7 separate regions of the Mus musculus genome follow, and regions 2, 3, 4, 5, 6 and 7 are each linked to region 1. The links are chromatin contacts, called in public promoter capture Hi-C maps. All regions are on one chromosome and are shown on one strand. Each heading gives the region's core, a stretch centred on a gene start, on an enhancer-like site or on the middle of the called end of the contact. The rest is flanking DNA. Distances are from core to core; before and after follow the strand shown.

Region 1 (3,932 bases), core at 938-3,437:
GAAAGGAAAGGAAAGGAAAGGAAAGGAAAGGGGACAAAGAGCCAAGCCCAGAGAGTTCTTGTCCTGTCTCCTCCGCAGCCCAAAACAGGAACACCACGAGCTGGTCAAATTGATTTCGCTCAATGTCACAGCCTCTGCTTGTCAACAGAGAGCTCCGATGCAGGGCTTGAGGTTCCAGCCAAGGGGAAGATGGGGTGATGGGAGAAATCAGAAGGGAGGGGGTGGAGGCCTTGGCTCAGAAACTGGCCAGTGTCTAGGGTCAGTTAGTTACTAAGGGGGAAGGATGAGAGGGCAGTGGCCTAGACAAACAAGCCCTAACCGGCCAGATACCAGCTGAGCTGGGCCTTCACTAGTCACACTCCTTGACTCTTAAGGGAACCAACAGAAAGAAGCCCAATACATGACCTGGAGATCATGGTGACAGAGGCCGAGGCTTGGGCAGAAGCCAGGAATGAGAATGGCGAGTTCCTAATTCAGGAACGCTACCCTCGGTCGTTTGGCACTGTTTCTGAAGGTTGCAGCATCTTGCAAGCTCAGGAAATATACCAACGTCCAGCCTCTAGAGACAAGAAGGTGGCATCCTTAGTGACTTCAAAATGACAGTCCATCGAGGCAAGAATTCAGTGGGTATGTGTGCCCACACATGCCCCCAACAAGGTTTTTATACAGCTGCAACAGTTCATCCTCTATTTTCGGTTATTTTAATTTTTGAGATGGGACCTGGCCGGGGGGGTGGGGGGTGGGGGGTCCTTACACAGGCTAGCCTGTTCCTGTATTCCTACCCAGGCTACCAAGTGCTAGGAATATATGTGGACAGCACTGTGTCTGGCTTGAGGACTTCCTTTTGTCCTGAGTGTACCTTTTTATTTCTCTAGTAGCACGTAGTAGGTTTTCTATTTGTCTCTCACCTCCCATCCCAGCCCCAACCCCCTTCCTCCTTCTCCTCTTCTGTTCTTGTTTTGAGACAGCTGGAGCTACATAGAGATTCTGGGACTCACTAGACCAGGCATGTGCCACCACACCCAGCCTTTCCTTCTGTTTTAAAAATGGGTCAGTGAGATGGCTCAGCAGGTGAAGGGGCTTGCCACACGACTGAGTTTGATCTGCAGGACCCCCATGGTGGGGAGAGAAAGCAGATGCATAACAGCTGTCCTCTGATCTCCACGTTCCTGTGTGCGCGCACACACACCACACACACAAAGAAACAAATTAAATTAAATAATTGGGGTTTCTATTGTCATGCATTGATGTGGCAAAGTAAGAGGATTAACCATACTGTATCTCTCCTCCAGAAAGATTGGTTGCTGACTGGACACAAAGCTACTATATGTAAGGTCCTGAGTTCAATCCCCAGCACTGAAAAGTGAGTTCCAAGCCACCCTGAACTACAGTTTGAGACCTGTGTCAAATTCCTTCCTCCTAATTTCTGGGGAACTATTAATGAAATTGATGACCGTCATGGAGAGTTCAGTCAGACTGTGAGCCAGCGCTTTTTCATTTAAGATGTCCAGACTTTTGAAGAAAAAAAGAAGAAGAAATAGCACCCTCAGACGAACTTGGGTTTCAGATTATTATATGCATATCAGAAATATAAGAAGCATGCTTATACTAACAATTGTTAGTTGTTGACCTGAAATTAACTTCAATAAAAAATTGTTATTATTTATTTATTTTATGTGTATGGGTGTTTTGTCTGCATGTATGTCAGTGTACCACGTGTGTGTCTGGTGCCCTCAGAGGCCAGAAGAGGGCACCTGGTACTGGAATTATAAATGGCTGTGAGCCACTATCTGGATGCTGGGGATAGAACCCAGGTCCTCTACAAGAGGACTGTGCTCTTAACCCCTGGGACATCTTTCCAGCTCCTGAAATTAAAATTTAACTAGGGTCCCTCTATTTTGTCCAGAAGCCCTAACCTGAAAAGACGGCCTCATTTTTCTATTCTTTAAATGTTTACTAAATCTTGCTATTGTTTACAACGTGGCGAGCTGTGTGGTTTCATGTAACCAATCTCTAGGTTTTCTAAAGCAGGAATTATGAAACTCCTTTCATAGACTATTAAGAACGAAAGGAGATAACTGTATGCAATAGCTCCCTAACGTTGTTATTGTCGCTTCCAGCCCAAGCCCCAGAAGACCGGGACTACATATCCCACAATGCTAGGCGGCGTCTCCTCGCCATTACCTCATTCCCTGTCGCTCTCACCAATCCCAGCCTGTCCAGGGGTGTGGTAGCCGGCTGTCCTCGCGACTTTTGCTGTCCCCCGCCTCCTGCCGGCCTGCTCCTGTCGCGAGACTTCCTGCTCCTCCGCCGCTCCCCTTATCGTCGCCTTTGCTGGGGACCCGGACCCAGCCTCTCCCCCACTCGGTCACCAGCCCCGGCTCCTCCGAGGCCTCGGTCCCCCAGCCCCGCCTCGCCGCCGCCATGGCGGACCCTAAATACGCCGATCTCCCCGGCATTGTGAGTACAGGGCCGGGCCCGGCTCCCCAGACCGCGCCCCCGACCTCCCGAGGACCCCCAACAGAAGCCAGCCCGCGACCCCTCCCGCTGGCAGCCCCCTAGCCCCAAGGGTCCCCGCCGCTCGCCCTTCGACGGCCGCAGCACCTTCTGGACTCCAGACCCGACTGGGCCGGGCCGTTGGACCGCGTCGGGCCCTTTTTCTGGCAGTAGCCGGTTTCTCCGCCCAGAAATCGCCTCCGGGCGCTTACCACTTGAGCCCGAATGTCTGTACCGTCCATGTCAACAGTGCCCTTGTCGCCCCAAATTTCCCGATTGCCCGCCCCCGCACCCTGACTCCAGCCGAACTCACCAGGCCACTTGGTGGCCTTCATCTTGCCAGGGAAGAGGTTACTGTTGCAGAAACCTTGTGCCAGTGGGGAGCTCTGTGCATTGCGAGCACCTGTGTGCTTGCTCCTCATGCACAAGCCGGCATGTACCCTCCGTTGATGCTGTCCTCTCTGCATTCTCAGGGTTGGGGGCGGGGGGTTGGCACACCGGACCTTGAGAACTAAGGTCCTGAGTCACTCTCAACCCTTGTACAGTGATGTGCAGGGCCTAACTCAAGAAACCCTCACCAGATTAGGACAAGATAATTACCAAGGACTGGCCTCTCAGCCATGTTCAGGGTAGCATCTTTCTTTCACTATGGACGTTTTATCCCAGATCCCAGTTTGTACCTGTGGTCATCCCACTGGATGAAACGGACATAGAGTTGACAGGGGAGGTGGAGGGCGGAATCCTTGAATGACAGTCAGGTTTTGCAATGCCTTGTTCAAAGGAAATGGGATAAGGGATGAATGCTGGGTAATGAGTCTGGGTGGTCACCGCTTCTCCCTGCAGGCCAGGAATGAGCCAGACGTTTATGAAACCAGCGACCTACCTGAGGATGATCAAGCAGAGTTTGATGCGGTAAGACTGTGTGCTACCTCAGGATCCCTCTGGACTCTGACCTTTCTCCCCAGATGCAGGTCCTTTTCCTTCTCTGGCAAGCCACAACAATAAGTGGGTATGCCAACCCCAGCCTGGGTGGTGTGGAGGTCTCAGGGCTTTCAAAGGCCTTGCCCAGCAGCTGGCAGCCACCAATGAACAATGCCAGAAAGGAGAGTCGAGCCAGTGAGATTACAACTAACAAGACCTGTAAAACCCAAGTCTTATTAAATACAATTGAGATATCTCAAAGCAGTTACATTCTGGACTAGTGATTAGTTAGGCCCCAGGGTCTAATCTGTGCATTGAATTATAAAGCTTGAACATAGTAAATCGTTTAAGGTTGGAGTAGACATTTTTTTTTAAAGATTTATTTTGTTTATATGAGTACACTGTAGCTGTCTTCAGACACACTAGAAGAGAGCATCAGATTCTATTTCAGATGGTTGTGAGCCACCATGTGGTTGCTGGGAATTAAACTCAGGACCTCTGAAAGAGCAGCCAGA
Region 2 (3,932 bases), core at 401-2,900, 1.5 Mb after region 1:
CATGGAGTAAGCAGGCGCCTTGCCCACAGATAATCTCCTCACATCTTGGTATCCACTTGCTACTAGCCTCAGACTCACACGGGAATTGTTCCACCCACCCTCTCATCCAGGCACGCCTGGGCTGCCAATGGGATTTGATGCTGATCCTGAAGGATCACTGACGATGAGAGGTTGGCATTGCGGGAGTAGGGTGGTGCGGATGCACTTTCCTTCTGCCGTCTTTAGGGTACTGAGGCTGAAGGACTGGAGACCTCCCGGGGCTCTTCTCAATCGCTTAAGAGTTTGGGACGCAAAACAAGGAGAGACCAGGAAGGGTGTTAACTACTCACCACCCTGCAGGGCTGAGGAGAGCAAAGGGGTGGAATTGCTTTCCTAGACCTCCAGCTTCATTCCAGCCCAGAGGTCCTAGGCACACGGGTGGCTGTTGGCCGCAGGCACCCCCTTGGGCTACTGTGCTCTGTTGCTCCCTAAACTCAGGCAAGTCGGAGCCCAAACCCAGGGAGCTAAATGCAATTAGCTTGGGGGCGGGGGTGTGTGTGGGGGAAGGAGACAGGGAGTGTGTATGGGGTGGGGGGGGGGGAGGATGACATCACGGGGCGGGCCCCCTCAATCTTTACCTCTGTCTGTGGGGGAACCCAGGCTACCCACTTCTCTAATCTAGGAGGAGGGACGCCCCCTAACCATAGCAATGAAGAGTTTTGTGACGCCCATCAAGACTAAGACGGAAGGTCTCTGAATGCTAAGGAGATTAATTACCAACTTAACGTTTTCAAAGCCCAAATAGGGTCCCAAAGCACCCGCTGGTCCAACTTGGTTTCTTCCACTTCCCAGAGAATTGGAGTATTGTCTTCTGGGGAACCGGGTGGTCGGGAGCCGGAGAAGGGTTTTTAACTAGTGCTGGGTGGGGGTGTTCATGGGTGGAAAAAAAAACTTGTGGAGCAAGACGGGCCTGGCAGGGACACTGGCAGAACTGTAAGGCTTTAAAGGAGTGCAGACGAGAGGTTCCATCAGGGTCTGCGTAGGGGTTGGGGAGCGTGCTGGCTTCGACCCAAAGCTTACTATGTAAATGAGATGCAAAGCAGCACGCAGATGAGTGCGGGGTTCTGTTACGCTGGACTAGGTTCTGAGCTCCGTGGAACCAGGTACCCCTAGCCGCATTCCCTGGCCCGGCCCTTACGCCGCGTTCACAGGGGGCGGATCGGCGGCGTGGAAGCTCGCCAGTTGGGTCCAGGAGAAGTGTCGCGTCTCTTTAGGGGGCTAGCTAGTCCGGGACACACACTTCTCCGCAACCTCTTGGCTGGACAGCCGACAGGGAAGGGTCTGGGCGAGCAGGGTCGCTGGCTCCTCTGCGTGCCCTGGGTGTCTGTCTGCACGCCAAAGACGGTGTGTGCTTCGGCAGCCGCCCTTCATCTCCGTTTCAGCAGCGACGACGAGGAGTACAGTTCGCAGGCTTCAGCTCGCTTACGGCGGGACCTGCGTGGAGGCGGAGGGCCCTTTAAGGGGTGGGGCCGGATGCTCTAGCACCGCCTCCTCGATTGACTCCGCGCCCGCCGCGCAAGTGAGAGCCTCGGCTAAGCGCTTTTCTCTTCCCTTCGCGACCTTTTCCCCCCCCCCGGTGACCCCGGAAGTGGAAGTAAGCGGCCGTGGCGGGGACGGAAGGCGGAAGCGGAGCGTGAGCGGGAGGCGGAGCCGGGGGAGCTGCTCCTGTAGCTCCCCCTGGCAGCTCCCCCTGGCCTCAGGCGCAGCTGCTTGAGGAGGGAGGAGTTACCGCTGCTGCTCGGTACGTCGCCTTCGCCCCTGGTACCCCGTCGGTGGGTTCTCGGGTAATCTTTTGCAGGGGCACCTCGAAGCTCCGCCCTCAGCTTTTCCTCTAGCCCTGCACGGTCCCCACCCTTTTCTGACAGATTGCGGCCTCCCTCTTTCAGGCAGTCTTTTTTTTTTTTCCTAAGAGTTACCCCCCCACCCCCCCGCCGCCCCGACCACACCCTTTGCGGCACCCCCCCTCCCCCCCATTTCTCAGATTGAAGATTGTTAGCTTCTTGGAGGAAGAAGAAAAAAAAATTAAGATTTCGGGAGTAAGGGGGTTTCTGAGGTCCGGGTTGGTGCAAGCAGGTTTGTGGTCTGCCTAACTCACGTTTATTGTTAGGGATAGCGAATTTGAGCTAACACTGCCTGGGGAGTGGGTACATTGAATATGTCATTTTGAGATTGTTTAACTCTTGGTTCTATCCTTGACCATTCCCAACTTGATATCTTTGTTACAGGCAATGATGGCAGTGACCTAAAATCCTCAGGAAGCCCGGGGTCATGGCCCAGAAGCACCCGGGAGAAAGAAGGTTGTGTGGAGCCCACCGCAGTGGTGGTACCTCCCTCAGTACATCAGGATCCTCTGTGGACCCCGAAATACTTTCATTCTCAGGACTCAGGGACTCAGCAGAGACTGCTCCTAATGGTACACGATGCCTCAAAGAGCACTCCGGCCCTAAGTACACACAGCCTCCAAATCCAGCCCACTGGTCAGATCCAAGCCATGGTCCTCCAAGGGGTCCAGGACCACCTAGAGGAGGAGGCTACCCTGATGAGAGCGAGACAGGTTCAGAAGAGTCAGGAGTGGACCAGGAACTCTCAAGAGAGAATGAGACTGGGTACCAGGAGGATGGGAGTCCTTCTTTTCTTTCCATTCCATCTGCTTGTAACTGCCAGGGAAGCCCTGGAGTCCCCGAAGGAACTTACTCCGAGGAAGGAGATGGCTCTTCTAGCAGCCTTTGCCACCATTGCACCTCTCCAGCCTTGGGGGAAGATGAAGAGTTGGAAGAAGAATATGATGATGAGGAACCTCTTAAATTTCCCAGTGATTTTTCACGTGTGTCCAGTGGAAAGAAACCCTTGTCCCGGAGGCAGAAGCACCGTTTTCTGATCAAGGAGGATGTTCGGGATAGTGGACGCAGAGAACCCAAGGCCCCAGGTCGTCATCGGCTGGCCCGAAAAAGAAGTCAGACAGATAAGCGCAGAGGCCTGGGACTGTGGGGAGTAGAGGAACTATGTCAGCTTGGACAAGCAGGCTTCTGGTGGCTGATTGAACTTCTGGTATTGGTGGGAGAGTATGTGGAAACCTGTGGCCATCTCATTTACGCATGCAGGAAGCTGAAAGGCAGTGACCTGGACCTTTTTCGAGTCTGGGTGGGGGTCTGGGCCAGGAGACTGGGGGGCTGGGCCCGCATGATGTTCCAGTTTCTAAGCCAGAGCTTCTTCTGTGTGGTGGGGCTGCTCATCCGTATTCTTAGGGTAGTGGGTGCTTTCCTACTCCTGGCTCTCGCCCTCTTTTTGGGATGTCTACAATTGGGCTGGAGGTTTTCGGTGGGACTGGGCAACCGGTTAGGCTGGAGGGATAAGACCGCTTGGCTGTTCTCTTGGCTGGGTTCTCCAGCCTTGCATCATTGCTTGACTCTGCTGAAAGATAGCAGGCCATGGCAGCAGCTGGTAAGGTTAATACAGTGGGGCTGGCAGGAGCTGCCCTGGGTCAAACAGAGGACTAAGAAACAGGGCAATGCACCTGTAGCTAGCGGGCGATACTGCCAGCCTGAAGAGGAAGTGACCCGACTCTTGACCATGGCTGGGGTTCCTGAAGATGAACTAAACCCTTTTCATGTGCTGGGGGTTGAAGCTACAGCATCCGACACTGAACTAAAGAAGGCCTATAGGCAGCTAGCAGTAATGGTGAGTATCCTTTGCTGCTTCCTGTTGCTCTTTCCCCATATTTTCTGTTCCAGTTTTTAGGGAGTGTAGAGTCAAGGGAAGGTGAAGGATTTCCTTTCTTTGTTTTGTTTTTGAGTTAGGGTTTCACCTTGTAGACAGACTAACCTGGAACTCATGATTTCTCCTGGCTCCATCTGTGAGTGCTGTGACTTACAGGTTTTGCCACTATACCTAGC
Region 3 (3,932 bases), core at 624-3,123, 1.4 Mb after region 1:
GTAGTGATACAAGTTATGGAGATGGCTTGGCGGCCCTTAGTGCTCTTGTAAGAGACCTGTGTTCAGTTTCCAGCACCAACACGGCAGCTCCTAATTGTCCAGCGGGTCTAGTACCTTTTCTGACCTCTGAGGGGTCCTGCATGCATGTGGTATATATGCAGGACACTATGTGGTAAAAAAAATAAATAAATTCAGTGATCACTAACATTAGTATAGAAAGGAAAGAGGAGGAGGAAGAGGAGGTAGAACCCTAAGGGAGAAACCAATAGGGTCCAATCTATAAAAAATTTGACAGGTTAGCAAACCCCTCCCTCTATATGTGTGTGTGTGTGTATATATGTATGCATACATACACACACACACACACATGCCATGTTTGAATACCAAACAGCCACAAGTTATCCTCTGACATTGTGGCTCACATATGTATGCAGGTTATTACATATAATATAATTTAAAGACTTCTTCATTCTCTATAATCCATCTTTCTAAATACCTCAAGGTTTGACCTAAATAACTAATCTCACACACACACACACACACACACACGTTCCTGAATAAGTGGGCAAAGAAGAAAGGATGGTGCCAACCTTCTGGTAGCTAACCTCTCAATTCTTCCCCAAATCCCTTCAGGGATATCACCTCACAGTTCCTGGCGTGAATAGTCTGTCCCATTAACTATCTAGGAAATGCTCAAGTGCAAGTCTCACAGAAGTTTCAATAAACATGGTCCTTTTTTTTTTTTTTTTTTTTTTTTAATGGCTGGGGATTGCTTTGCCCCTTTCCATGCAAATGACAGAGTTCCTCAAATCTAGGTTAAATAAGCGTAGTCACCACAGATCACATTATGAAGTGGGAAAGACTGAGCAAAGCACTCCCAAATTTTCTTAGTTCTCTCACAGTAGATGAAATAGGAAAAACAACGAATACAATAGCAAACCTAAAGGAAACAGGAGTGCAGTCATGACTAGCTATGAGGTCAGGGTAAACTAAAGTGGTGTGTGTGTGTGGGGGGGGGGGGCTGGACGTAGAGCTGCCAGGCGCCATGGAATAATACATAATTTTACCTTTGTCTTCATTCCCTATTCCTGAAGTACCCCAAAACTTCAAATCACCACACCCAAGCACTAAAGGAACAGAAGAGTAAGGAACTTCCAAGATACTGAGCCTCCCCTCACCATCATTCCAGAAGTTCCCATTACTAATAGCAAACCGTTTCTACTTCCTTCCACTTTGGTCTTCTACATTCTTCATTGACTTCAGTGAGACCAAATCCCTCTCGGCAACACCAGTACCCCTAGTTCCCCTTTCAACAGTCACTTTCCCTGAAAAGAATGCCTCTCTCGGCTAAGAGCCCCAACAGTGGATGTCTCGGGAGACCCAGCCTCGGCTACCCTCGGGGCTGGGCGTAGCACTGTCCCCTCCACACCTCCAGCCAAATGGGCTGGCTTCCCCTCCCTCACTGCCTGGTCTCCGACCCCAGCTCCTCCCTCCTCACCGCGGTGCTCAGAGTCCCGAGGCCGGCCCTGGTCCTCACCGGCTCCGGGTCCCCGCGCCCGGCCCCCGAGCGGCCACCACAGCCAGAACCCAGCCGCCTCCCAACTAGAGGCTCGGCTCCCAGCCCTGCCGATCACCTCCTCAGCGCCCACTAGGCCTGTGGGACAGCCCCTTCGGCCCTCTCCAGGAGGTTCTGGAGCCCTGACGTCGGCCCGCCCCGCCTCTGCCACAGGCCAGGCGGCGCTCCTCTCGGGACCTCCGCCTCTGCCCTTGTGGGCTCCATCAGCTCGGTACCTGGGGCTCCGTATCCCCCGTCGGGCCCAAGCCTGTGTGGAACAGACAAACAGCTGCAGCTCAACCAAACTCCTACCCCCTTCGCCTCCTCCTCCTCCTCCTCCTCGCCGGGGCGGCTCCAGCCAATCGCAAGATCACCCGCCTACCGTGGTGGGTGGGCTATGTGAGCGTCCGCCCGCCAATCTTCTGGAGAAAGGCGGGCTCTGAGGGACTATCACCAACTAGCACAAGTGAGAGACTGGATTGGCGAGGCCGCAAGCCAATACCTACACGAGAAGCCTTGAAGATTGACGGGATAAGTAGCCATTAAAGAGAGAGCTCCTGGGAAAGGGGGCAGTGCATCACTGACAGGCATGTGCGTCAGCCAATAGAACCTCAACACCCGTGACACCCCTCCCCCGCCTCTCGACTCGTAAACATCTAATCAGGTGAGTGAAGAAGGCGGGTCAAAAGGAAATTTTAACCAGTATTGGGAAATTTCCGAATTTGACAGGCAGGCAAGGCTAGTGAAGAAGTGAAGAAGGCTTTTGGTCGGGTGTGGTGTGGCACTCCCAATCTCAGCACAGTGGATTGGGGTGGAGGCAGTTCTGAGTTTGAGGCTAACCCGGGATACTCAGTTTAACAAGACCTCAGTATAAGGGGGATGGGGAGGGGAGTAAACTGGGCTTGGTGGCCCACATGTTTAATCCTAGCAATCGGGAGGATCTCCATGAGTTCCAAGCTACACAACGATGTCCCCCCCCCAAAAAAACAAAAACAAAAAACAATGATACCAGCATTAACCTTCTCTTCTCCCCGTGCCCTGCTTTCTGTGTCAAATTAAGAAAGTAAAGACCCTGCTGGGCATGGTGGTGCACGCCTTTAATCCCAGCACTGGGAAGGCAGAGGCAAGGCGGATTTCTGAGTCTGGCCAGTCTGGTCTACAAAGTGAGTTCCAAGACAGCCAGGGCTACACAGAGAAACCCTGTCTCGAAAAACCAAAAAAAAAAAAAAAAAAAAAAAAAAAAAAAAAAAGTAAAGACCCAAAACCAGGAAATTAAACAACTTTTATCTTGTAAATTCTTTTTAGTGGCGCACTAGAGAACAGTAGTTTTGGGGTGAATTGCCATGACAACAGAAAGTGGTAGTCTGAAGACACTTTAGCCTCCTAAATATTTTCACATTGATATTTTCTGAATTGTTTGTAAATGTGAAAAAACATTTAGACAACTTTGCTGAGGATTTTTTTTTTTTTTCGGTACTGAGGATTGAACCTAGGGCCTAGAGGCAAGCTAGAGAAGCATACACTTCCGGTAGAAGACCCAAGGCCTGTTCCCAGTACCACTGCTCACAGCTGCCTGTAACTCTAGGAGAGATGATATGCCCTCTTCTGGCCTCTGCGGGCACTTGTGGCTCACATGCACACACAATTTCAAAACCAGACCAAACAAACAAAACTCTACACAAAATGGTGAACACTTCCTGGGAAATGGAGGGTTGAGACAAAGGCCCCTGAAGCCCACTCAAGTTGCTGCTAAAAGAAGGAATTGAAACAGTGTTCTGTATTGGTGTGCCTGTGTGAGTAGGGGAAAGTTGGAAGGAAGCTCTTCAGTTTCTCCATCCTTACAAACACCCCACTAAAGAGCATGGCAGGAGGGCCTGCATGTACAGAGATTAGGTGGACACATACTGCTTATTCACATTCAGAATATCACCCACACCATTTTTTCAGTAAAAAAATAAATGAAGGATAAATATGAAAGAGATTCACTCTACAGCTGAGAATATTTTCTTTTAATGAATTTACAAACTAAATTACAAATAATATTAACAGAACACTGGAGGACAGGGAGTGGGAGAAGAAAATCATAAAAGAAATATTTTCTTTTAACAATTACAAAATCCCAAAGTGCACATGGCAACAAATCCATCCACACTGACAAAAAAAAAAAAAAAAGGAAAAAGAAGAAACAACAACAAAACCACTAAAGTATCCAAACTACTTTAACTTGAAATATAAATATAATTGTTCACTCTTTTATAGAAAATTTCCCCCAATGACCTAACCAGGTCAAAGCCTTACAAAAGCATCAGCATTCTCAAATGATGTCTCCTGGCCTGCATCACTGCTCTCAGAGGAGGACGGCAATGAGGCCCTCTGA
Region 4 (3,932 bases), core at 636-3,135, 1.4 Mb after region 1:
GCTTGAATCTGATTTTCCCCTGCTGAGGCTCCTTAGGCGAGCAACGGTTTTCTTAAGAAGTTGCCTTAAGACAGCACCAGACACAAACCATGATGTGAGCGGCTCAGGACCATTAAGACTTGTAGATTCAGGTCCGGTTTTAACACGTGCCCTTTCAACTGAGTTTACTGAGGCTAGATAGGTCAAAAAAGGTTAAGTAAACTCAAAATCCTCCTGCCTCAGCCTTTGGAGTACTGGGATTGCGTGCATGTACCACACCCAGTTTCTTGTTCTTTTCAAAGGTTAGTGCTGACCTACTACAAAGCACCCAGTATTAGTAAGAAGGGACCTGCTGATTCTAAAATGAGTGAATTTCTTGGAAATCCATATCTGGCCCAGTCTCCTGGAGCTGAGGCTGTCTCTACGACTAGGAGCTAGCTTTCTGGGAGACAATATTCTTAAAGGGAAGCTCAGGGACACTGAGGGAAAAGCATTCTTTGTGGCTCTCCCAATGAAGGGCTGGAAACAGGAGAGAAAGGCAGGTGCCTCAAGGCGCACCAGTAACTCCAGAGGCTCTTTGATGCTGCTGTCATCCCTAGGATAAAGGCAAGAGGGAAAACACACTCAAGTCTACTTTCATGGCACTAAAATCTAAGAAGGAATCTCTGTCAAAGGCCAGAGGGTCTTTGTGAGGCTCCAGAGACTTAGACTTCTAGCCTGAGGCTGACGGGGACAAAGTCAGATTTGGGAAACTCATTCGTTTCCCCTCTCAGCCTCGGAAACCCCAGTGAGGGAATTTCAAATGCCTGGGACTTCCAAGAAATCTCAGACTGTCAAAGCCAAGAATTAAGGCTGCTCTCAGGTATCAGAGACATTTTCTTGGTCAAAGCCATCGTAGATTGGCTGAACCTTCTGGGAGCAAAGCTAAATCGTGAGGTCCACAGCAAAGCAACTAGGAGGTGGAGAAAGGGCAGAAAGGCGGGGAAGGGATGGGGAGCAGTCCCACTAAGCTGAGCGGTCTCACACACCGAAAGAGACCGGCCCTCTCCTGGATCCCTTGAGTGGTTGCCTCTGGGGAATAGCCTGGAGCTCTGCAAGCCGCTGCACTTCTCTGAAAGGGATATCTTTCTCCAGCTTTCTCTTCTTGACCATGGGCTCCAGGTGGCAGGATGCTAGCCTGCTATCAGGGACCAGTCAGTGCACGAGCAAAGAAAGACTGCCACCCCCGGCTCTTCTCTATTGTGGGCAGGAGGCTGAGGCCCCTCACATGTCGGTTCCAGGCTGAAGCATCTGCCGTCAAAGCTCTTCTTCCCATCTCAGGTCTTTCTACTCTCCATTCCCACCCAGGCCTGTTTCGGTATTCCACCCCTGGCTGCTCTACCTCTGTCCCCAAGGCCTAATCAAGATGTCACCACAAGCTCCCACTGTCCAAGTCACGGTCTTCGCTTAGCAACACCAAGCACCCTTTCCCATCCTCCCCAAGTGTAAGGAGGAACGCCCCCTCCCCCCCCCCGCTATACACACAGCCCCCGTCCTCTCCCTCTCCTCAGGCTTGGGAGTTGTTACTGAATTGGTTCCCTAGCCCCATCACCCCCCTACCCCCCCTCCGCTAGCCGCCTTCTGCCTGAACTTACATTATCCTTCCCTTGCCGGTGAGACCCTGGGGTGCGAACGCGGCCGCCGCCTTGGAAACGGCGAGGGAGTGCGGGTGGTGTGTGCATGTCTGCGTCTCGGTGGCAGGCAGGGGTGAGCCCAGCCACTCACCTTCCAGGAAGCGTGGATTCCTGGAAGTGAGGGGAACCGCCGTCATTTCGCAGGCAGTGGCAGCCGCACGGTGAGCAGGGGCCCACGGCTGCAGCCGGCAGAACCGCTCAGCCCAGGGTGTATGTGCTGAGAGCCTCGTGTGTATGTGTGTGTGTGTGTGTGTGTGTGTGTGTGTGTGTGTGTGTGAGAGAGAGAGAGAGAGAGAGAGAGAGGGAGAGAGAGGGAGAGAGAGGGAGAGAGAGGGAGAGAGAGGGAGAGAGAGACAGGAGAGAGAGAGAGAGAGAGAGAGAGAGAGAGAGAGAGAGAGAGAGAGAGAGGGAGGGAGGGAGGCGTGGATGCGCTTGGGGAGGGGGCAGGAGAAAACGTACCAGTGTGTGTGTGTGTGTGTGTGTGTGTGTGTGTGCGCGCGCGCGCGCTAGGCTACAGCATCCCTTTTCCAAGACAGTGGAGAGGTGGGAATGGGGGTGCACAGGGAGTGGGGGTGCAGAGGGAGGGTAGGCAGATGTGTTTGCCCTCCTGCCCAACAGACAAAGAGGAGCTACAAAACAAATGCTTGAGAGGGGGGCAAGTGTATGTGTGTGTGGTGTGTGTGTGTGTGTGTGTGTGTGTGTGAGAGAGAGAGAGAGAGAGAGAGAGAGAGAGAGAGAGAGAGAGGAGAGCCGCAGGCTTGTGGGGAGGAGGAAGGGGGTGTCCCAGGGAAGGCCCAATCCTCTGCCAGCTAGGGAAGCCAAGGCCCCACAGGTCATGGGGCCCGGGACACAGGGGCAGCCTCCAGGATCTAGAAGTGGCAGAAGGCTCCTCCCCTAGCAAACTCAGGCTCCTTTCCATCTGCCTCTCCTTCTGACAATCCCCCTTCCCATCACTGACTAGTGGAGATCTGGGACCCTGAGCTTTTTCTAATCCCTGGTTGGGTCTCCCTGTCTTCCCTCTCTCCCGTGCCTCTGGGGCTCTGGCTTCAGGAGTCCTGGATGAATCCTGTCCTCTATCAGGAGAAGGCTCTTGCTCGCTTTCCTTCCAGAGGAACTGTTCACTGCTGAGCTGACCTACTTTGGAAGACTGCATTTTCTGATTCCAAGAATTTGGGATGGGAGGGGCCATGAAACTTTGGGCTGCCAATCCTTGCACCTCTCTCTCCTCAGGTTCTCTTAAATGTTTCAGGGCACCAGGATAAGCTCTGCTCCATTTGATTTGAGCAACTCAGTTTCTGTTTTCAGTGTCTGTGGTGGGTAGGGTGGAAATCTGTGCTGTAAATTAGTGGACTCTCGTTTCCCCCATTTCTTCCCATGGGAATTATCTGTACTTTTAGAAAGGAAGTTGGGGGGCGTGTGCTTTCAGAATCAGGTTCTATGAGATGGTAACATCCCTTAGTAGAACGAGAGGCCTCCTCTCTTTATCAGGTGGCCAGTGGGGGAGGCGGTGACCTGAGAAAGGGCCAGTAAAAAACCAGACACTGGGGACAACTCTCTGCTTTCGGATCAGCCCAGGAGAGGGATGGAGGTCAAAAATGGGTTCTTACATGCCCTATTATATACCCTCTTGGCCATGTCTGGCCCTGAAGGGGGCATTCTTTAGACCTAATGTCAGTGCTGCCCTGACTTTGTCTTTTTGAAGGTAGCTGCTGACATCTGGAGTTCTCAAAATACACAGGAGTGGTTTGAGTTTCTTATTCGGAGACTGTGCTGGGTCCACTTCGCATCAGGCCAGGCCTGCTTAAGCTTGGTTTCATAGCACAGTGAAGCCTCAGATATTGCCTGCTCGCGTCCAACATACTCCCGAGACACGACTGAGAAGAGCCCACGGCACATCTCCCTAGCCGCCTTCATGGCTTCTCGCTTGCCTTCCTTAGGGCAGGGATTGGATTCTATCCATCTGACAGTAACCACCCAGCACTAACAACTGGGTCCTTGGTGTTCTTGTTGCTCAACAGTGAATAAACCTGACTGAACTGGAGGTGGGAGAGTTGGCTGGTTCCTCAGAAGGGCCTCTTTCAGTTAAAACAGCCCACCTGAACTATGTCATTCTGTCCAGTATGAACTGTGTCACTCTGTGGCAGACACGACACACCTGTACCTGAGCCAGTTCCTTCAGTGTCGGTATCTTTCTGTGAGTTACCAGAGGATGAGGGTGATTCTCACGTGTGTCTGACTGATTTTACCCTCTCCATCTGTACATGTCAATAATTCCTTTGT
Region 5 (3,932 bases), core at 568-3,067, 1.2 Mb after region 1:
AATCCCAGCACTTGGGAGGCAGAGGCCGGCGGATTTCTGAGTTCGAGGCCAGCCTGGTCTCCAAAGTGAGTTCCAGGACGGCCAGAGCTATACAGAGAAACCCTGTCTCAAAAAACAAAACAAAACAAAAAACCAACCAACCAAAACAAAAAACAAAACCCAAAAACAAACCAAAAACCAAAACCAGGAGCTCCATGAATTCTCAGAGATCCTTTCCTGGAGAAGGTTTTGCTATGCAAGAAATGAAATATAAAAAGAACTGGGTAACATGAGAGGGTTAGAGCCTGAGAAAGGAATTCCCTTGCTTGGTTAATATACACAGATTTTAACCAGCCTCTGGTGCCCAACAAATCCTCAACGTAGGCCTCCTCCTAGTCCCGTGATACCTGAGGTTATCTCAGGAAAACTCAAATGAGGGCTAGGGAATGTAGCGAAACAGAATGCTTACCTATCGAACAAATTGAACCCCTGGATTCAGTTCCGAGCCGCAAAGGATCCTGGCATGCTCAGGCACACCTGTAACTCCTAGTACTTGAGAGGTAGAGGCAGGAGGATCAGAAATTTAAAGTCATTCTTGGCTGCAAGGCAAGTTCAAGGGCAGCCTGTGCACATGAGTCCCTGTCTAAATTAAAAAGAAAAATCCAAATGAGAAACGCTTGTTTCTGTGTCTCCAGTCACCAGACTTCAAGGCTCCACTTTTGGTCACAAACTCCAAAGATGCCCTGTTTAGAAATCTTAGGTTTGACTAGCTTTCCCAAACAAAACGACTACTCTTCATTGTTATGAAATGTTACAGAATTCTCAAAAATATCTCAAAGTGCCTGGTATCCTAACAGCGAATACAGCGATGCCCAATTTGGTTTGTATGTCACCCTGGTCTAACCTAAAGGAGTAGTGCTGCCTTTTCACTTTCAACCACTCAACTACTGGTTAATAGGAGGGGGGAAAAAAAATACGAAAAACTGCCGTCACGAACAGGATTCGAACCTGTGCGGGGAAACCCCATTGGATTTCGAGTCCAACGCCTTAACCACTCGGCCACCGTGACTCCCAAAACTATGGTTGGCCGCGCGCTTACAGAAAGGGTCCGCACGGGTGACTGGGTGCGAGCGGACCGGTGCAGGGTCGCGGCCCGAGGCTCGTACCCAGAGCCGCTCCCTCCCTCGCACCTTCGCGCCACAATGCTTGAACCTGGGTCGAAGAATCGGGGCTCGCCAGCCGACTCCTAAAGCGGAGGCGACTGGCGAGACCCGAAGATCAGAGGGAGGAGACCCCTCACCTGACCCCCCCGGGTAGCACCAGGGGTGCTGGGTGCACCGGGACGAGGAGCGTCAGGGACACTCGTGGGTTGAAACAGGAATGGTTGGAAGGAACTTATTGGAGCGAAAGAGTTCCACGGGAACGTACGTGCCGGGGGCCACTCGGGGTTACGGGGCGGAGCTGCAGACCCGGGGCTCCCGGCTTCCCCGTGGAGTGGAACAGTAAGCCCCACTGCCGCTGCGAGACCAAGTCGGGGAGGGCTCCGCTGTCCTACAGCCGCGTCCTGCGAGACCCGGGGAAGCAGCCGGGCTGCCGCTGCGGGGAAGTCCGCCGAGCGCGCTCGGGCTCGCCCGCCTCCCACCGCCGCTGCTGCCGGGGTGTCCGCCGAGCGCGCTCGGGCTCGCCCGCCACCGCTACGCAGGGCCGCCGGCAGGGGGCGCTCCGCCGGCCGGGGCCCAGGCGGCGGGAGGCGGCGGTCGTGGCGGCGGGAGGCGGCGGGAGGCGGGCGGAGGAGGAGGCGGGAGCTGAGCTGAGCGGGGCGGGCGGCGGCGGGGCCCGAGCCCGAGAAGATGGCGGTGCGGAAGAAGGACGGCGGCCCCAACGTGAAGTACTACGAGGCCGCGGACACCGTGACCCAGTTCGACAACGTGCGGCTCTGGCTCGGCAAGAACTACAAGAAGGTACGCGGGCAGCGCCGCGCGGGGACAAAGGGCCCCTGGCCGCCGCTCCCGGGGCCGGCCCACCCTGCGGCGGCCGCCGCGCCCCTCCCCGAGGCCTCCCCGCGCCTCCCGCCCGCCCGCCCGCGCCCCTCCCCCACCCCTCCCCCACCGTGCCCTCTGCCCCGGTGCAGCGCAGCGGCGTTGGCGGGGGCGGCGGCGGCTCCGGGCGGCGGCCCGGGCCCGGCAGCCCTCGCCCTCCAGGCTGACCGGTGCCGCCGCGCGCCTCCTCCCCTCCGGTGTGCGAGCCGCGGGGCCCCCGCCGGAGCCCCGCGCCGAGCCAGACGCCAGAGCGGCCCAGGCCTCCCCGGTGGTGCTTTGTGTACGTCCTGAGACAGATGGCAGAGCAGGAGGGTAGACGGGCGCGGAGCAGGCCGTTGAAAAGCGTCTCTACCTGGGGAAATCACCTGTCTCCCAGGGTTACCCTAGTCTCCTTCTAAAGGGCTGCAAACCTCTCAGGGGACAGGACATGGCAGTCTAGGGCAGCAGCCCCTCCAACCCTCCTTTCATAATGAAGTCCTCTGCAAGCCAGCCAGCCTGGCATTGCTTTGGGTTTGAGGTCCAGAGGCTCGGATAAGCTTCATATCGCTAGTCCCCACCCCCACCCTGTAACTGGAAATAAGGATGGGGAACAAAAGGGTTCAAGAAGCCCTATCTATCTTTTTTTTTTTTTTTAACCAATTTTTATTCTTGTGTCTTCATGGTGTCTGGGCTTTTTTTCGTTTTTCTTTTTTGTCTTCGATATGGGCTGCTTCCTCACCAACCCCGGCTAAGGGTTCTTTTCCCTTGCTTTGTTTTACAGCCCCCAACTCTTGCTACTCCAGCCTTGCAGCCAGCCTGTCAGAGTACAGTGGACAGCTTCAGAAAGCTCCACTAATTCTGGTTTGAGTTTAGCCCTGAAACCATTTGGGGTCTCTCTGTTGGGTGTCAGACTCTTGACAAACAGCTGTTGGGTCTGTGACTTGTGTGCACCCTCAGCGTGAGGCTCTGGTTCCCAGTTTTCTGCCTTTGACCTTTTAAAGGGAGATCGGTCTAGGGTCTTGGTGTGAAGCCCCGAAGGCTTTGACAGCTGTGACCTGCTTCAGCTTTCAAGTGCTTAACTCTTTGTCATTTACTTCTCCCTTCACGGATCTCTTTATACCTCCCACCGAGAGGTGCTGACTCTAATTAGGGTAGAGGAAATAAGGGTCAAAAGGTAAAGAGAAAGTAGCTTCCTGGCTCAGTGAACAGAACAGAAAGGTAGGATCCCAGGTAGCAAGGTAGGTATGGTACGGAAGTGTTTGAGTTCACGGATTCCCGGCGGTTGTCTTACTACTTATTTATCAAGCTGGGTGGGTGGTCTGAGATCCTTGCTAGAGAGGAGACCCTACAATGCCAACCATGCCTGGCTTCAGTAGAAGCAAAATGTGCAGGCTTTAGTTTTTAAGTGAGCATGTCCTGCCTCACTCCCTTGCTCTCTTAACACACCATTATGGACGGAAGCCTAGTCTTTATCATGTTTCCCCCAAGAAATACATTGTTGTATCACTTAGAGACTCAAAGGGGTTTTTGTTTCCCTTGAGCTCCATCAACCTTCAGAATTTTTACAGTTGGTTGGAGGTGAGGTGCCGAGATAGCGGTGTCCTGCCATTCCAACGTCAGGGTACAGCCAAGGAAGAGTATAAAGCGTCACTCGCTGCCAGTCCTCAGTCCCGGTCACCTGGGCTGGTGGCAATAGGGTCCAGTCCCTCCTGAAGCCCTCTATATATAAACTAGACCTGTGGAGGGGAAGGCGCAATTCTGTCTGTTCCAGGTGCTTCCAGGAACTCACGGAGAGACGTGGGTGGTGGTAGAGAATTTATCTGGAATCTGTTTTTCTTCCCTTCCCTCCTTCCCAAGTACATACAAGCAGAACCGCCAACCAACAAGTCTCTGTCCAGCCTGGTGGTGCAGTTGCTCCAGTTTCAGGAAGAGGTT
Region 6 (3,932 bases), core at 915-3,414, 1.1 Mb after region 1:
ACAGCCCTTCAACTCTACCGGAAGTATCTGGAGCTGAGCAAGAACGGCACCGAGCCCGAGTCCTTCCACAAGGTGCTCAAGGGTCTCTATGAGAAGGGCCGAAAGATGGACTGGAAGGTGCCTGAGCCTGAAAGCCAGACAAGTCCCAAGAGTAAGGCTGGGCTGAGGCGAGGGAAACTGGGCTGGGTAGGTGTTGCTGGCATATGTCGAGCTTGTATACCACCACCTCAGATTATAATACCCCTACCTGCTCCTGAAGTGTCTGACAGTTCACACATCACTCAGTGTTTCCAATAGTCAGTGAGAGAGACACTGGTGTAGCCGCTTGCTCAGGGAAATGTCCATGCCTTGCCCTACTTCCCTCATGCTCTTTCTGTATAGTGAGTGTCCTGGTGCCTCCTCTGCTCACCCTGGTCTCCGTGATTCTGTCTCCTAACAGATGCAGCTGTCTTCTCAGTGCTGGCACTGTGAGCTGCCTTCCCTTTCAGTGCTGTCCCCAGAACTGAGAGGTGGCTTCTCAAGTCGGCTTTACCCTGTCCACTTCCAGAACTGGATCTGCTCAGGGTCTACAGATGGTGCTATTAATAGAACTGGAAAGCAGCAAAATTGTTGCAAAGGTTCTAGCTGCCAGATTCCCCCTTTATCCTCTGCAAAACAGTGGGCCAGAAACAAAGCCTAAAGTGACCCAGGTGGAGTGATTGGTGTTCGTAATAAATATCCTGGGCAACTGATATCTGTACAAAAGAGCTCTAGAACCAGAACTCTCAGTTCCCAGTCTGCTAGAGAACTGAAGTCCTGGACAGTCACAGGGTACAGAGACCCAGGCAGCTCCAGCATCTAGCTGCTTGAGAGACGGTGGCTGGGTGGACCAGCTTGTAGAGTCTCAATGGGCCAATCAAACCGGTGTGCAGGAAGCTGAGCTACTGGCTTCATTCCTGACCACAGCTGAGAAGTATCTGTCTTCCATACATTCTATCTCGAGTTTTGTTTTATTTTTTAAAAATTTTGCTTAAAACAGCATGTTTTATAAAATAAAAGTATTTTTATCTCATTAGAAAACCGCTAGTGTGGGATTCTTTGGCTTCTTTCTTTCTTTGATTTGACTTCACCAAACAATGAGAAAATGAAAACTGTGTTTTCAGATCCACACCTAGAAATGAAGATTCTGAGTCCCAGAATGAATGGATCCAGGAGGAACATAGTTTTTTTGTTTTTTTGTTTGTTTGGTTGGTTTTTGGTTTGTTTTTTGAGACAGGGTTTCTCTGTAGCCCTGGCTGTCCTGGAACTCACTTTGTAGACTAGGCTGGCCTCGAGAACTCAGAAATCCGCCTGCCTCTGCCTCTCAAGTGCTGGGATTAAAGGCATGCGCCACCATGCCGGGCACCAGGAGGAACATAATTGTTCTTCCCCTGGACGGTGTTCGGTCTTTGCTGTAGTTGCCTAGCACCCTAAATACATAAAGCGATCACAAATCCCAGTTTATCTCAAGACCTTAAGGCGTGGTGTCAACCTGTTATCCTAACAGCGGAGCAGTTGAGAACCACAGTCCCCAACCAGCCTGCGATGGGGAGTTGAGTTCAAGGCATCCTGGGCTACATAGCAAGACACTGCTTCACTCATGACAGTACCTGCGGTGTGCCGAAAATTCAGAGAGGAATTGCTCTATTCACAGCGTGAGAGCTAAGAAGAATATTGACCGTAATATAACCCACACCCCCATCCTCAGAGGATAAATTAAGAGAAATCTCCAAGAACCTGCCTGAAAAGGCAGATAATACCAAAAATGATATTACCCAATACATACCTAATGACGATCATTTATTAATTTGGTACAAGAAGGAAGTTGTTTTAAAAACTAGTTTTTTTGTTTGTTTGTTTGTTTTTTTTTTAAGAAAGAAAAAGACCTGTAGCTACTGGCAGAGTGGTACTGCAGTGCTTCCTGGGAAATGTAGTTTGCTGTATCATGAAATCTTTGTGCATTGAAACCTAGGCTTCTCTCCCACTACTAATTGCATCTGTTTGCAAGTCCTAGCCCACCTGGACTGATGCAATTTCCCCAGGCACCCCATGCGCTCGGTCCTCACTGTAAGCTAGGCTACCTTTGTTCTTTGGTTGGTCACGTGAACCAATTCGCCACGCAAGTCTGGGTCCTCAAGTCTTCCAAGGGGTCCTCGCTGCCTCGGAGGCGCTCCTAAAGCTGCCTGCTCGCGCGAGAGTTTGGAGGGGCGGGCTTAGGGTCAGTTTCGGTGGGGGGCTCGCACGGGACCCTCAGATCTCCGCTTAGGTGCCTAGTTAAGTGCGGGAAGCTGGGCCAGGCGGTCACTGGCCACCCTGAACCTGGCGGGAGCCGGAGCGCTCTGGAGAAGCCGGGACAGCCCCGTTTTTCCCAGCCAGCTGCTAGGGTTGGGACCCACAGAAAACAAAGTGAGAGTCCGGCTGCTTTCCAGAGCCTGGGCCACGGCGGCGGCCGTGGGAGCAGAGGTGGGACAGATGCGAGCGTCAGAGGCTGTGGGCGCACTGAGGTTGGGAATGGACCCGAGCAAAGCGATGGCGGAGTCCTTACAAAAGGGGCTGGTCTGTCTGCACGGGAGCTACTTACATTCTAGAGATGGGGATTCCGGAACCCTTGGTGCTAGGTCCACATAGGCCCTGGTTATGGAGTGTGCTCGCTGGCTTCATGGCCTGACTGGTTCCTTGCTGGCAGCTCCTTTCTGCCCGTCATTCTCACGTAATCGATAACCTCCATCTCAAAGCTACTGCATAGCTCTGTGAGTCCTCAGTGTCCTCAAAGTATCAAAACCCAGGCCCTCACCTGTGGAGGACATAGTTTCTGGATCTGAGTCCCAGTCCCGAGCTCTCACTCCCTATTCCCCCATCCCGAACTCCGGTCCCTCGGGTGTTTGTAACGAGGTTTTTTCCTGGAAAACAATCCGAATCACACCAAGGCCTCTGAAGGCCTTGGAATGAGGGGTGACGGTCATGGGGGAAATGGATCGCTCTCCTCACACCTGTGTTTCATTTTCATACAAATCCAGGTGGAGCGACCCTGTTACACTAAAGATGAAAGGCTGGGGTTGGCTAGCCCTACTTTTGGGGGTCCTGCTGGGAACTGCCTGGGCTCGAAGGAGCCAAGATCTACACTGTGGAGGTAAAAGCACGAAGACCAGTGGAGAAGTGGGAGGAAGATGACCCGTGGGAGTCATGAGATCCAAAGCTTGGAACAAGGATGGATAGAAAAACCCTCATTCCCCTCACCATCCCCACTCCCTGTTCTCTTCCCTGACACCAGCTTGCAGGGCTCTGGTGGATGAATTAGAGTGGGAAATTGCCCGCGTGGACCCCAAGAAGACCATTCAGATGGGATCCTTCCGAATCAATCCAGATGGCAGCCAGTCAGTTGTGGAGGTAATTTACTATCCCTCAAATAAAGTAGCTCACTCGGGCTTAGAGTATGAACTTGTTCGAAGAGAAGAAAGCAGGAAGTCATTCGACCTGTAATGATAATGATCTCAACCCTCAGAGGCGGGACCAGAAGGATCTTTCTGAGTTCTAGTTCTGGTCTACCCCATAGAATTAGGTACTGTCTTCGAAAAGAAAAGAAACAGCCTGGTGTGATGGTACATATCATTAATCCCAGCAGAGGCAGGCTGATCTTGAATTTGAGGCCAGCCTGGTCTACAAAGAGAGTTCCAGGACAGCCAAGGCTGTTATAGAGAGAAACCCTATCTCAAAAAACCAACCAAACAAACAAACAACCAAGGAGCCAGAACATTGATTGTGTATCAGAAGGACTGGGCTCTAAGCCACTTATGGTATTTGCATGCCTGTAATCCTAGTACACAAACAGCAGAGCAGTTGGGTTCTGCCTATCTGGAAGAGCCTGGAAAGTTATAACCACGTATTTCTTTGCCCCAAACCTCAATTAATTGTTT
Region 7 (3,932 bases), core at 730-3,229, 1.0 Mb after region 1:
ATAAGATCAATGTCCTCACTGTTGAACCTTTCTGTCCCTGGCTTATTTGCAAAGGCCCTGGCCAATGTCAACATTGGGAGCCTCATCTGCACCACAGGGGCTGATGGGTTTGCTCTAGCAATTGGCCCAGCCCCTTTCACCTCAGCAGCCCCAAATATCTCTCCTATTCATAGGGCAGAGAAACAGGAGCAGGATTGTGGAACTACCGAAGCTACCCAGGGACTCTTACTTCTCAATGGCCGGACTGTATGGTAATCTGGGTCCCCCATAAGTGGGTGGGCATTAAATGGGGAGGTCACTCTGACCTAGAAATGACAGAAATTGTGCTGCACTTCCCATATCCTTACCCCTTTGCTAAACAGAACATAAGCTTGGAGGTAGGTGGTAGATTGGGGGTTCCCTGAATCTTGGGCTCCCTGCAGACTATAACCTTCAAAGACATGGTCTGCATGTTTTGGGGTTCTCCCTTTTTCCAGGGTGCTCAGCTCCTGACATGCATAGCCTCCGACTCATCCTGATGTCAATCCAGCTGCTTTGCTATCTCCTGCTGTGTCCTGTGGATGCCACTTCACACGGAGAGGCAACCAGTGTCTCTACGGTGCTCCCTCCCTCGAAGTTGGGATACCAGATGCAGACCTCAGACAAGCCCTTGTCCTGCCAGATGCTGCTCCCCAAGTCCCTGCCTGGCTTCACTTACATGCCCCCTGTCTCCAAATTCCTGGTAGGCCTGGCTCTAAGGAATGCTCTGGAGGCAGCTGGCTGCCAGGCTGAGGTCTGGGCTCTTCAGCTTCAGCTTTACCGATTAGGAGGTGTGGAGGCTACACAAGCCCTCATCCACCATCTCCAGGAGCTCCAGAAGAGTGGACACACAGACCGGGAAGTGTCTGTGGATGCCCTGTCCTCTGCTCTGCAGCTCTTAGCCTGGGAGCAGCCAGGTCCAAAGAGGGCCAAACGTTCGATTTCCAACACAGACTGCGACAATGATCAGGAACAGAGTGTCCACAATGTGGTTGACCTACTACCAGCAGTAGGCACCTACTACAACCTAGGCACAGCTTTGTATTACGCCATTAAGAACTGCTCTGACAAGGCCAAGGAACGAGGTCGAGATGGGGCCATAGATCTGGGTTATGATCTCTTGATGGCCATGGTAGGCGCGTCAGGGGGCCCAGCTGGTGCGGTGATCACGGCTGCTCTTAAGCCAGCGATGAAGGCTGGGGTTCAGCGGCTGATCCAGTATTATTATGATGAGAAAGAGGTGACCACCCCTCAGCCAGAGGTGACCACCCATCAGCCAGAGACCGGAAAGGATGCCACCACAGATATCGGTGTTGTGGAAGAAATAGCCATGTCTAATTTTGTGTCAGAAGTTGAAAGTACAACTTCTAACTGGGAGTGGCCTTTATTAAAGAACTATGGTGTCTTGGCGTACAAGAGATAGTAACAAAACAACCAATAAGTGGAAAATTCTGACAAGAGAAGTGTAGATGGATGGATGGGTGGGTGGATGGTTTGGGATACTGTCATCGCTTGCCAGTAATTTCCTTCTTGAAACTTAGATTTTTACACTCTAATGGGGCTGGCTAACTTCCACCTGAACAAGTGATTATAGAAATTAAAAAGCGTTATCATGAACCCACAGTATTTATCATTCATATCCTCAAAAATACCTTATTACCTCAGCTCTTCCCTCCCTATCCTAAGGGACGCAGGTCCCACCCTTTCTATGGAGTCCTAGGTGCCTTCACGCACCCTGGTTTCAGTTTCCTTTCCCTAGAACTCACGGTTCGGTTCGGGTAAATCAGCTGCTAGAATTCCTGGCTAAGACTTTAGTTGGGCTCCGCCCGACTAGGGGGGCGGGAGCGGGCACTAACGAGCTTCTCCCTCTCCGCCAATCACTGAAGTCGGCGGTGTGGTTTCAAGCAGCTTGTCCAGCCCAGCGCTGAACGGGGTTGTGTTTCAGCCAATGAGAGTGACACGCGGGGAGGGCGTGGCTAAGCTTTCGGTCGCCCCACCGATCCCGGAACGCCGAGCGTCCACAGCCGGGTGATCCATTCCGCCAGCCGGGTGACCCATTCCGCTGTTCGCTATCTTGGTCCGCCGGAGTCGGGGGAGGGTGGAAAACGGGTCCTTGAACCGCTTGGAGAATTGGAAGTTGCAGCGAGAGCACTGGAAGGAGCGGCACTGGACCCTCAGAAGGTACAGGCCCCGAAAGGGTGTGCGGAGCGGGGCGGAGGTGCCAGCCGGTTCCCGGGAAGGGCTGCTGCCCCGGGTGATGCCCCTGTAGACAAGGCTTCTGCTCTCTGGCTGAAGTCGAACACCCTGCAGGATGCTGCACCGCTGCACAGTTCTACTTCTCAACCCTGTCGACTTCCTTCCAAAACTCCTCCGCAACCCTTGCAGCTGCTCTATGTACCCATTATGATCCTTGTCATAAGCCAAAGCTTTAACCTCTGCTCTGCGAATCTATTTACTTATTTGTTTGCTTCCTTATTATATTTTTAAAATTTGTATGCATGTTGTGTTTATGTACTAGGTGCGTGCCTGAATTGGCCAGAAGAGGGCCGAATTTACTAGGACTGGAGTTAAGATGGTTGTGAGCAGCCATGTGGGGGCTGGGAACCGAACCCAGGTCCTCTGGAAGAGCAGCCAGTGCTCTTAACCATGGAGCCATCTCTCGAGGCCCTTTACATAATTTTTGATCCTTGCACAAATAAATAAATAAATAAGAAAGACATCCTTGATCATTATGTGTGTGTGTTTGTATAATATATATATATACACATATGTATATATATATATTATATACATATAATACATATAAACTATAGTCCTAGAGGTGAAACTGTTTGCTTAAGGTTACACACAAAGTCTAGTTTATTTCAGAAAACCTTATTCAGTGCAAAACTGATATCGGAGAGTGAAGCCAACTAGAGAAAGTACTTTGTTGCAGCCCCTATAGCCTACGTGCAGTTAGTTCACTTAGGCAGACTTTGGGTGTGAGGGTTGAGACAGGGTTTCTCTGTGTAGCCCTCCTGTCCTGGAAACTCAAAGATCCACCTGCCTCTTCCTCCCAAGAGCTGGGATTAAAGGTGTGCACCAACACCACCCGTCAAGTTTTTGTTTCTTAGAAGCAATACAGGCATATAATTTAAAGAGTCAAGTACCCGTTTGGAGCTGTAGCTCAACCAAAGCTTTCACAGAGAGTAAGGCACGAGGATCAAGGATTGCAAGAAAGCTAAAATGAAAACAAACATTTTGTTTGAAGAGAGATTGGATCAGGGCTATGGAGATGGTTCTTCAGTTAAGAGCACTGTCTGCCCTCCCAGATGTCCTGAGTTCAATTCCCAGCCATGGTGGTTCACAACCATCTATAATCCTAGAGTCCTATAGGATCCAATGCCGCTTCTGATCTGTGGGTGAACATGCAGACAAAACATCCAACATATACATAAAATAAAATTTTTAGAAGGAGAATAATTGGATCTCCTGCCCAATCTCTTCCCTTCTCCATTCCTGCCTTTAAGGAAAGAAAGTCAACGCCTGGACTCTAGGTGGCAATGTTTGCTCTGTAGTAGAATCATGTGACCTTTAAAGAACACTTGTGTTTCTTCTAAGCTTTTCAGCTCTAGGTACAATAAGAGTAAGATTTTTATTTTTTCCTTTTTATTTATTCTTCTCTCATACATCCTGACCATATCCTCCCTTTCCTTCCCTTCTCCCAGTGCCCCCACCCCATCTCTCCTCTCCTCCAGATCCCCTGCCTCTCCCCTGTCAGCAAAGAGAAGGTCTCCCAGGGGTATCACCCAAACACGACATAGCAAGATGCAGTAAGACTAGGCACAAACCTTCAGATCAAGGCTGGCCAAGGTAACCCAGGAGGAGAAGAAGGGTTCCAAGAACAGGCAAAAGAGTCAGAGACACTCCACTCC

The links. Promoter capture Hi-C pulls out the DNA fragments that hold promoters and counts their contacts.
Region 2: a promoter capture Hi-C map of pre-B cells shows a contact between it and region 1. The contact joins the promoter of Dnajc14 here to the promoter of Dctn2 in region 1. A contact is called at or near these places in 5 of 39 promoter capture datasets (cranial neural crest, embryonic stem cells, liver and 1 more).
Region 3: a promoter capture Hi-C map of neutrophils shows a contact between it and region 1, with 5 times the contacts expected there. The contact joins the promoter of Rab5b here to the promoter of Dctn2 in region 1. A contact is called at or near these places in 7 of 39 promoter capture datasets (cranial neural crest, embryonic stem cells, hematopoietic stem and progenitor cells and 3 more), 2 of 115 datasets of contacts at active chromatin or transcription factors (astrocytes and pancreatic cancer cells) and 1 of 9 other capture datasets (adipose tissue).
Region 4: a promoter capture Hi-C map of liver shows a contact between it and region 1, with 2.4 times the contacts expected there. The contact joins the promoter of Ikzf4 here to the promoter of Dctn2 in region 1.
Region 5: a promoter capture Hi-C map of hippocampal neurons shows a contact between it and region 1, with 8 times the contacts expected there. The contact joins the promoter of Smarcc2 here to the promoter of Dctn2 in region 1. A contact is called at or near these places in 4 of 39 promoter capture datasets (cranial neural crest, hippocampal neurons, liver and 1 more) and 2 of 115 datasets of contacts at active chromatin or transcription factors (astrocytes and embryonic forebrain).
Region 6: a promoter capture Hi-C map of liver shows a contact between it and region 1, with 4 times the contacts expected there. The contact joins the promoter of Cnpy2 here to the promoter of Dctn2 in region 1. A contact is called at or near these places in 7 of 39 promoter capture datasets (cranial neural crest, embryonic stem cells, hematopoietic stem and progenitor cells and 4 more), 3 of 115 datasets of contacts at active chromatin or transcription factors (embryonic stem cells, large pre-B cells and stem cell-derived neural progenitor cells) and 1 of 9 other capture datasets (macrophages).
Region 7: a promoter capture Hi-C map of liver shows a contact between it and region 1, with 2.9 times the contacts expected there. The contact joins the promoter of Stat2 here to the promoter of Dctn2 in region 1. A contact is called at or near these places in 9 of 39 promoter capture datasets (the 3T3-L1 cell line, the C10 cell line, cranial neural crest and 5 more), 1 of 115 datasets of contacts at active chromatin or transcription factors (astrocytes) and 3 of 9 other capture datasets (adipose tissue, liver and pancreatic islet).

The regions. Positions count from the first base shown.
Region 1 is chr10:127,264,075-127,268,006 of GRCm38.p6, forward strand. It overlaps Dctn2 (dynactin 2), which reads left to right and starts at 2,188. Exons shown (of 14, transcript NM_027151.2): 1 at 2,188-2,460; 2 at 3,340-3,408. The coding sequence starts at 2,425. Gm40800 (a long non-coding RNA gene) reads left to right here and starts at 230. Exons shown (of 2, transcript XR_872171.2): 1 at 230-627; 2 at 1,293-1,670. It also overlaps a transcript of Kif5a not described here.
Region 2 is chr10:128,803,904-128,807,835 of GRCm38.p6, forward strand. Dnajc14 (DnaJ heat shock protein family (Hsp40) member C14) reads left to right here and starts at 1,651. Exons shown (of 7, transcript NM_001359825.1): 1 at 1,651-1,780; 2 at 2,265-3,717. The coding sequence starts at 2,308. Tmem198b (transmembrane protein 198b) reads right to left here and starts at 544. Exons shown (of 5, transcript NM_178066.3): 1 at 330-544.
Region 3 is chr10:128,694,395-128,698,326 of GRCm38.p6, forward strand. It overlaps Rab5b (RAB5B, member RAS oncogene family), which reads right to left and starts at 1,874. Exons shown (of 6, transcript NM_177411.4): 1 at 1,792-1,874. It overlaps Cdk2 (cyclin-dependent kinase 2), which reads right to left. Exons shown (of 8, transcript NM_183417.3): 8 at 3,545-3,932. It also overlaps a transcript of Pmel not described here.
Region 4 is chr10:128,644,108-128,648,039 of GRCm38.p6, forward strand. It overlaps Ikzf4 (IKAROS family zinc finger 4), which reads right to left and starts at 1,886. Exons shown (of 8, transcript NM_011772.3): 1 at 1,614-1,886. The coding sequence starts at 1,700. Gm26876 (predicted gene, 26876) reads left to right here and starts at 1,777. Exons shown (of 2, transcript NR_152728.1): 1 at 1,777-1,813; 2 at 3,355-3,932.
Region 5 is chr10:128,457,498-128,461,429 of GRCm38.p6, forward strand. It overlaps Smarcc2 (SWI/SNF related, matrix associated, actin dependent regulator of chromatin, subfamily c, member 2), which reads left to right and starts at 1,818. Exons shown (of 29, transcript NM_001372395.1): 1 at 1,818-1,940; 2 at 3,855-3,932. The coding sequence starts at 1,830. It overlaps n-TScga2 (a tRNA gene), which reads right to left and starts at 1,048; the gene lies at 967-1,048. It overlaps Mir8105 (microRNA 8105), which reads left to right and starts at 1,183; the gene lies at 1,183-1,271.
Region 6 is chr10:128,320,295-128,324,226 of GRCm38.p6, forward strand. Cnpy2 (canopy FGF signaling regulator 2) reads left to right here and starts at 2,165. Exons shown (of 6, transcript NM_019953.1): 1 at 2,165-2,481; 2 at 3,036-3,148; 3 at 3,290-3,405. The coding sequence starts at 3,061. Pan2 (PAN2 poly(A) specific ribonuclease subunit) reads left to right here. Exons shown (of 26, transcript NM_133992.3): 25 at 1-151; 26 at 440-1,064. The coding sequence ends at 471.
Region 7 is chr10:128,268,519-128,272,450 of GRCm38.p6, forward strand. Stat2 (signal transducer and activator of transcription 2) reads left to right here and starts at 1,980. Exons shown (of 24, transcript NM_019963.2): 1 at 1,980-2,199. Apof (apolipoprotein F) reads left to right here and starts at 181. Exons shown (of 2, transcript NM_133997.3): 1 at 181-251; 2 at 477-2,732. The coding sequence starts at 494. The coding sequence ends at 1,441.